2 separate regions of the Sus scrofa genome follow, and region 2 is linked to region 1. A link is a contact called in public Hi-C data. All regions are on one chromosome and are shown on one strand. The core of a region is the stretch at or near the end of the contact, and the rest is flanking DNA. Distances in the headings are between cores, read along the strand shown. Region 1 overlaps ME3 (malic enzyme 3). Region 2 has its middle 35 kb from the start of PRSS23.

Region 1 (4,035 bases), core at 820-3,319:
CTCTTTGCATGCCTCGGGCCTGCTCCACCCCCCAGAGAAACCTGTTTAAAGCAGCATTTTCTAAACTTACTTGACTAGAGACCTTACCCCTCTGTGTCCCACCATCACCATTTACAAAAGAGCAGATTTTGACAGACACAGCTCTCTGCAGAAAGGACTTTGCACCAGGTGTCAGGGCAAGGCCATCTCTCCCTGGGATTCCTGCAATTGTTCTTTCTGGCCAGGATACTCTAATCACGGATCTCACATCCTCCAGCTTTATTTCCCCTCCCCCAATTCCACCTACTGTATCTTTATAAACACACATTTATGCAGGCCGCCTATTTTCTGAAAATCCTAATAGGGTTCACAGTGCCTTTGGGGTTGTGTTCAAACATCTGAAATGGCGTCCACTTTGGCCCCGACCTTAATGCTCACCATCCCTGCTCCCAACTCCCACCTATATCTTTTCACACCCTGGGCATATCCTGCTGCTTCCCAACTACTGTGGGTCCTTACACAACTCCCCATCTTCACTAGAAGGCCTCCTTTTCACCCTGGCCAACTCCTACTTAAACGGTAAGGCCCTGCTCAAATGTCCTCTCTTCCAGGAAGGCTTCCTTGACTCATCGATGTTCCTACCTTCAGGGTAGCAGTAATTCTTCTCTTCTCTAGGCTGCCTTGCTATTCTGGGCATATCTCTGCTAGGATATGTCATATTATATCACAATTATTTATTAACATTCCTGCTGGGCACGCTCATGAAGAGTAGAGGAGACATGCAGCTCAGCAGAGAGGAAGAGGGCGTTCAGGTCATGGGGTTGCGTATGGGTTTGGGGCAGAGGATGTGCACTGAGCAGGGAACAAGGCCAAGGACAGAACCTAGGGGGCCCACCTGCGTCCAGGGGCCAGAGAGGGGAGAAAGAAGAGAATCCAGCCAAGGAAATGAGCAGGGGGACGGGCCAGGTGGAAGACTGACCAGCAGAGTGGCTGCCACAGGAGCTGTACGATGGGCTGTGGTCAGTGTCAGATGCGGGGCAAGGTTAACGAAACCTGGGACCCGGAAGTGCTGGGGGGCCGGCGCCCGGAAGAGCCTTCAGGAACTTCCAGAGCACTTCCGGTGGTGTGGTGGGGAGGGAACCATTCGGCAGGGGTTTAAAGAAGAGGCTTGGCTATGACGTAGGGTGATAGCCATTGGTGGATGGATTCATTTTTGGTGCAAATATGCACGTGGAACAGAGGAGCCAGTATGGAGGGAGATGAGAGGCGTCACGACAGGGGATGGAGGTTCTGGGGAGTCAGAAGGAGGCAGGAGCCAGAGTCCAGTTACAGTGTGAGATGACGTGGTTCTTCCTTCTGGGACATCACAGCCTGGTGGAGGGACGGACATGAAGCCCTGGCACCACAGGGCCACCAGAGATGGGAGAGGGAGCAGTTGGTTACTCAGGGGCAGGGACCGGAAGTGGGGGCTGTCACTAGGACGACAGGGAAAGTACGCAGTCGGCGAGGAAACTGGAAACCGTTGACTGGAGAAAGCGGGAATGTGGCCCCTGAGGAGAGAGAGATCCCAATGGAACGGGGCATAAGGAATGAGGTCCTTCAAAGACATGAAGGCCCCTTCTGTGGACCTGGAATTAGGAAGACTTACTTAATGAGGCCTTGAGGGAAAAAAGCAGAGCCAACAGGTGGAAGTCAGAAGGACAGAGAGATTCCAGTGCCCTATAAGGCAGAGATGCAAAGACTGGCTGCTAAGAGGCTGTCCCTGGATGTGATTCCATGGTCCCACTTGGCACTGAGGTTGTGGAAGGGAGTCCAGCCGCGGTGGGGTGGGGAGCGGACCTCCGAGGCCCTTCCCCTCCCAGGTCCCACACCGGGAGATTCCCCTGGTGTTTCCCGGGCCCTGCAGCCAGACTGGCGGGCTCCTGGCACTGCCATTCTGGCCTGATGGGGGGGAAAACTCCCATTGGGTAATAAGACAGTCACAGGAAGCAGCAATTTCTAAGCAAAAGTACCAGAATAATGCAGCTGTTCCTCAGCCACCGCTCTGATGGCAAGCCCAGGCCAGACAGAAAACACTTCAGGAACAGTTTGGATTTCCTTCTCAATTTCCCTGTTTGTCTGAGTTCCTGGGAAAACACGCAAATGGCGCCAGAAATCCCAGAGCGGGGACAAGGATGGTGGCTGATCTGTTGACCTCTGGACCTCTCCAAGGTCAGAAGCCAGTACTGATATTTTCCTCCAGGACACAGCAGCTCACTCCCCAACCTTCGGTTCTTCAAGCTGGTGCACTTTCCCCAGCCACCAGCCCTTTCTTTGGCTGACTTGGGGCACAGGATTAAGGCCAGCTCTGATCTGCCCACAGATTTAGTTGTCACAGAGTCACTGATGTCGCCATGAAGATCCTGTGATTAGTCTGGCCCGTTCTGACCTCTGCATTCAGGTGAACTACCGTAGCATTTGTATCGGAGTGTTTGCCATACAGTCATCTCTTGGACTTCCTCAGCGTCCAAACTGCCCCTCTCCTGGGGAACTCACTGAATTCTCCCTTGAATGACAACAGTCTGGCTGGAAGACAATAAGGCTGGAAAACCTAGTCCTTGCTTGCGGGCTTTGGGACCCAAGTGAGGCCAAGTCAGGGAGCGAAAAAAGAAAAGATGAAGCTACATCAGCGGAGAGACAAGATCAAAGCCGAGAGGAGGCAGGGTCCTCGAGGGCAGGGGAGATGTCTGACTTAGCACGTGGGACACGGACAGCTGAGGAAGGAGCTTTAACCAAGCCCCTTTCCTAGCCCCTGCTCTGGACAAATCCACTTCAGACACCCAAGTTGGAAGAACAAACAAACCTGCTGCCGTATGCCCAGGGCCCTGCGCTTGCCCGGCTCAGCCAGCCTAGGTGAACAAACGCAAGCATGAAAGTGTGCCTGCTAGAGCAGAGCCCCTCCACGGGGGTGGCCAGTCACACAGCCCATGTGACATCCTTGTCCCCTAGGAGCCCCAGGTTCCTCTTCTAGAGGCACTGCAGCTAAGTATCTTTGTATCACAATAGCTCAGGCCCTTTCCTTTATCCCAAGGATGAGGATGCAAGTTAAGACAAAGGAGGAGGGCCAGCCTGGGAGAGCAGGCAGCAGAGGCTGGAGTAAACCACCTCCGATTTTGAAGTCAGACAGGTTTGGGGCAAGTCCAGACTTCCATTTTTAGCTGGGTGATTTTGGACAAGTTACTTAACGTTTCTGAGCCTCAGTTTCTTTACTCCTAAGGGTTGTTGTGATAGAGCACCCAGCACAGAGCAGGTTCTTTGTAAAGGTGAGTTGCTGGCTCTTTCCTGGGAAGAAGGCCATGACTTTTCTTTTCTTTTAACATGGCTGCAACTGCAGCATAGGGAAGTCCCTGGGCCAAATCGGAGCTGCACCTGGGGCCTACGCCACAGCCATAGCAATAGCAATAGCAGTGACATATCCAAGCAACATCTGTGACCTATGCTGCAGCTTGCAGCAATGCCAGACCTTTAACCCACAGAGTGAGGCCAGGGATCAAACCCATATCCTCACAGAGACAGCACTGAGTCCTAAACCCACTGAGCCACAGTGGGAACTCCAAGCCATAACTTGCAAATCCGGTGGTGGTCAAAGGCCTACATGCCCTAGGCCTCTGACCCCTGCAGGTGGGGCCATTAACTAGGCAGATGGTACATCTACAGAAGCTCAGCTGTAATTATTTAGGCTTATTTCTATTTTTCCCAGTCTACTCTGAGCTTCTTGAGAGCTTATTTCTGACTTATTGCTATGTTCAATAAATATCTGTCAATGAATGAATGAATTTATGGGTGGATATCTGATAAATACATGAATAATTGGAATGCTGCTTTAAACTGTTTTCTCATTATTTTATATTTGTCCATATTACAATCTCAAGGGAAAACTGAACTTTAGGACAGGTTTTTTTCTTTGTATTGGCTGCACTCTGGAGCACAGAGAAAGCACAGGATGAATACAGGCTGGGTGGAAACTTGGAAGAGAGTTCACAAATTATGTGAATGACAGCAAACAACTGGGTAAGT
Region 2 (4,035 bases), core at 677-3,176, 310 kb after region 1:
ATAGACTTCAAGCCAAAAAAGGTGACAAGAGACAAAGACGGACATTATATAATGATAAAGAGAACAGTTATTAATACATAACAACAAATTGTGCACCCTATGTTCATCACAGCAGTATTTACAATAGCCAAGATAGGGAAACAATCTCAATGCCTATCGACAGGTGGGTGGATAAAGAATACACAAGGAATACTACTCGGTCATAACAAAAAATGAAATCATGCCATTTGCAGCAACATGGATGGTCCTTAAGGCTATTATGCTAAGTGAAATAAGTCAGGTGGAAAAGACAAACATTACATGATTTCACTTACAAATATAAAATCAAATAACTATAAAATGAAATATGAAAGTAAATAAACAAACCAAACAGAAACAAACACATAGATACAGACAACAGATTAGTACTATCACAAAGGACAGGGGTAGGGGCAGGGCAAAGAGGGTCAACTGTAAGGTGACAAGTGGAAACTAAACTTTCAGGGGTGAGCATGCTGTAGCGTATACAGAAATAAAAACATAATGCACACAAGATACATAATGTTATAAATCAGTGTCACCTCCATTCTTTAAAAAAGGAGAGAAGTTTGGAAGATGGAAGGAAATATTTGAACAAACCTTTCAAACTTACACGATTTGTATGTGCATTTTAATGTTTGATACCAGCTGCCAGAAATGAGAGTGCCTGGTTTCAGGAATTGTTGAAAACACCCCCTGACTGATGGAAACCAGCCTAATTGTGGGCTTCTCGCTTCAGAGAGCCACCAGGTTTTATTATTTAGTTAAAATATTTATAAGATGATTTCTGAGCTCAGATCATTCCTTTTAAAAGGAAAGGAGGAGGAGGGAAGGGAAGACGTTGAGAGATTTTTCAAGCTTGACTTGGCATGGCTGCTGCTCTCAGTGGCAGCCTGTATCTTTGCCAAGTCGAAAGAAATGAGCTGCTAAGATATGGGTTTGTTCTTAAATAAGTATGGCAGATCCGTATTTACATTTCTTAGCTCTAGTACCCAATGCCCTGGCCCTCCAGACTCCTCGTAGGCACTGGCATTAATCCAGCACCTACATTACAGCCCCACTGCAATGCCAAGCAGGGTTTTGCCCTGAATGATTTATTTCTGAGTCCTCTCTCCATGACGGAAAGCGGGGAAGCAGGGCTGTAGCGGAAAATGCAAAGGGAGGGAGTTCTCCGAGGATGGCCTAGCAGGTTGCGGCTCCTGCGTTCTCACCACTGTGGCTCTGGCTGCTGCTGTGTGGCACAGGTTCAATCCTCAGCCCAGGAATCCCCACATATGCCTGTGTGGCAAAAAAGAAAAAAAAAAAAAAACAAAAAAACCCCCAAGAGAACCTGAAATAAACGTTGCAACTCTCATTTAAAAAAAGAAAAAAAGTGCAAAGGGATTGAGCATGAGCTCTGTGTCACCTCCAGATTAAAGGAGGCTAAAGAAGTGACACTAACGGCCATGCCGAATCCGGGAACAGCGTCTCACAAGGATGGGGGAGGCGCCCCACCAATGGATGTCAGGGGGCCATTGGTGAAACCTGAACCAGGATTCTAATTTATAGCATTGCAGCAATGTGCGTTTACTTATTAATTGATAGAGAATATCCTTGTTCCTAGAAAAAGTGCCCTGAAGTATTTAGGGGGGAATCGGATCTAATTGTTATTACAATGATAATAATGAGGATAATAAAGGTTCTTGTAAGAAAGTGGACTCCGACCTGCCAGAGGCCGGGACAGGGTGGTGGAACCTCTCTTTGTGTCTAGATTCTCACCCCAGAGCCTTCTGTGTCAACAACTGCCAGAGAGCGAAACCTCAGCAGGTCCTAATACCTTTCGTGTCCTAACTTGCTGATGAGGAGAGCGGGCTGGGCTATTCCAGGACTTGAGGAGTGGTGGCCAGGAACTCAGATGTTCCAGAAGGTCAAGGTAGGTCATTGGCCCTAACAAGGCAGGATGATCAATCAATGCCAGGGACTCTTCTGGGAGTGGAGCGCCAAGACGGGCCATTTTAGGCAGCACCTGTAAGGCAGTAACAATTCGGAGCCCTCAGTATTTCCATGGAAAAAGCCTGGCCAACTTGCCCTGTTTAAAAGAGAGGGGCACAGAGTTTCTGTCAGGGCACAGTGGAGACGAATCCAACTAGGAACCATGAGGTTGTAGGTTCGATCCCTGCCTTGCTCAGTGGGTTACAGATCCGGCATTGCCATGAGCTGTGGTGTGGGTCGCGGATGTTGCTTGGATCTCATGTTGCCGTGGCTGTGGTGTAGGCTGGCAGCTTCAGCTCTGATTGGACCCCTAGCCTGGGAACCTCCATGTGCTGTGGGTGCAGCCCTAAAAAGACAAAAAAAAAAAAAAGAGAGAGAGAGAGAGAGGGACATACAGCAACTAACCTTTCATATAACCCATGGCCATTGTGGTGGTTAATGTGCCAACTTCACTAGGCTAAGAGATGCACAGCTGGCAGGTATGAGGTGATTTCTAGGTGTGTCTGTTTCTAGAAGAGATCAGCATTTGAATGAGTAGACTGAGTAAAAATGATTTCCATCATCTAGGCAGGCGGGCATCCTCCAATCCTCTGAGGGCCTAAATAGAACAGCAGGCAGAGGGAGGGTGAGTCTGACCCCTGCTTGACAGGACGTCCACCTTCTCCTGCCCTCAGAGCTCCCTGTTTGCAGGACGTGGCTTAGGCCTGGAATGACACTCTGGGCCTCCAGCTTGCAGGGTGTAGACTGGGGGACTTCTCAGCCTCCATGTCACATGAGCCAAATCCTCATAAGAAATTTGTATTACAGACAATCTATTGGCTTTACCTCTATGGAGACCCCTGACAGCTGTGATGCTAAATACGTCACATGCATATTGCTTAATCTTCACGACCTCTGTTCTACAGATGAGGGGACAGAGGCACAGAGCAATTCAGTAACTCATTCAAGTTCACAGAGCCAGAGGGTAGCAGAATAGGGTTATAACCCAATTGTGAACTCCTACTTCTAGTGACTTTTTTTTTTTTTTGGCTTTGTAGGGCCACCCCTGTGGCATATGGAAATTCCCAGGCTAGGGGTTGAATCAGAGCTGCAGCTACCAGCCTACACCACAGTCACAGCAATGCCAGATCCAAACCGCATCTGCAACCTACACTGCAGCTCACAGCAACATGAGATCCTTAACCCACTAAGTGAGGCCAGGGATCGAACCCATATCCTCACAGATACGATGTCAGGTCCTTAACCCACTGAGCCACAATGGGAACTCCCATCCCTCTAGTGATTCTAGGTGCAGTGAAAAGCAAGAAGAAGTCAAAGGTATATTTGAGAAATGGCCTTCAGGTACCATGGCAGGGAACCTGAGAGTCCTTGGAATAAAAACAGAGCTGTGATTTCCCTTGTGACTTTGAAGATTGTCTAGCGCTGAAGCTGGCACACCAAGTCCACAGTGACAGTGTCCCACTGGAAGGAAACAAACCCCAAACACTGGCTGAGACACCAGTGTGGTCACTGCCCGGAGCACATCCAAGCCAAGAGAGTAAACAGGAGCTTGGGCGAGTCCTTTGCTGTGAAAGACAGTGACTGCTTTGTCAAAAGCACGAGGTCACACTCTCCCACTCCCTGCCCTCTGAGAGCTGAGGAGGTGCACTCATCTGCTGGCGCCCAGCTGGATGGCCAAAGACGTCAATCATGAGGGAGCTCTCGTCATCTCTCAGATGGCCAGCACTAAGCTACTATCCATCCATTTATGAATACATTCACCAAGCATTTATAGGCTGCCCAGTGGGTGTCAGACAATGAGACAGGTGCTGGCAGGAAGTACAGCAATACCTAAACTGGGCCTTTGTGGGGCATTCCTGCTGTGGCTCAGTGGGTTAAGGACCTGACATAGTGTCCATGAGGATGCGTGTTCGATCCCTGGCCTCCATTGGTAGGTTAAGGAGCCAGTGTTGCCATAAGGTGAAGTACAGGTTGCAGATGAGGCTTGGATCTGGTGTTTCTGTGGCTGGGGTGTAGGCCAGTAGCTGCCACTCACATTCGACCCCT

Evidence for each region. Hi-C and Micro-C count contacts between places; a contact is called where the count stands out from the background.
Region 2: a Hi-C map of skeletal muscle shows a contact between it and region 1, with 5 times the contacts expected there. The contact joins two enhancer-like sites. A contact is called at or near these places in 1 of 5 promoter capture datasets (liver), 22 of 47 Hi-C or Micro-C datasets (adipose tissue, alveolar macrophages, blood and 10 more) and 2 of 2 datasets of contacts at active chromatin or transcription factors (alveolar macrophages and skeletal muscle).

The regions. Positions count from the first base shown.
Region 1 is chr9:20,324,837-20,328,871 of Sscrofa11.1, forward strand. All of the region lies in intron 7 of ME3 (malic enzyme 3), which reads right to left. Among named protein-coding and RNA genes, the nearest start is that of CCDC81, 100 kb to the left of the region's middle. Within about 2 kb of position 2,070, at least 9 of the 83 cell types and tissues checked have an H3K27ac peak or open chromatin away from gene starts, as enhancers often do. A contact at or near this core is called in skeletal muscle, where this site is marked.
Region 2 is chr9:20,637,130-20,641,164 of Sscrofa11.1, forward strand. No RefSeq gene overlaps it. Among named protein-coding and RNA genes, the nearest start is that of PRSS23, 35 kb to the left of the region's middle. Within about 2 kb of position 1,927, at least 2 of the 83 cell types and tissues checked have an H3K27ac peak or open chromatin away from gene starts, as enhancers often do. A contact at or near this core is called in skeletal muscle, where this site is marked.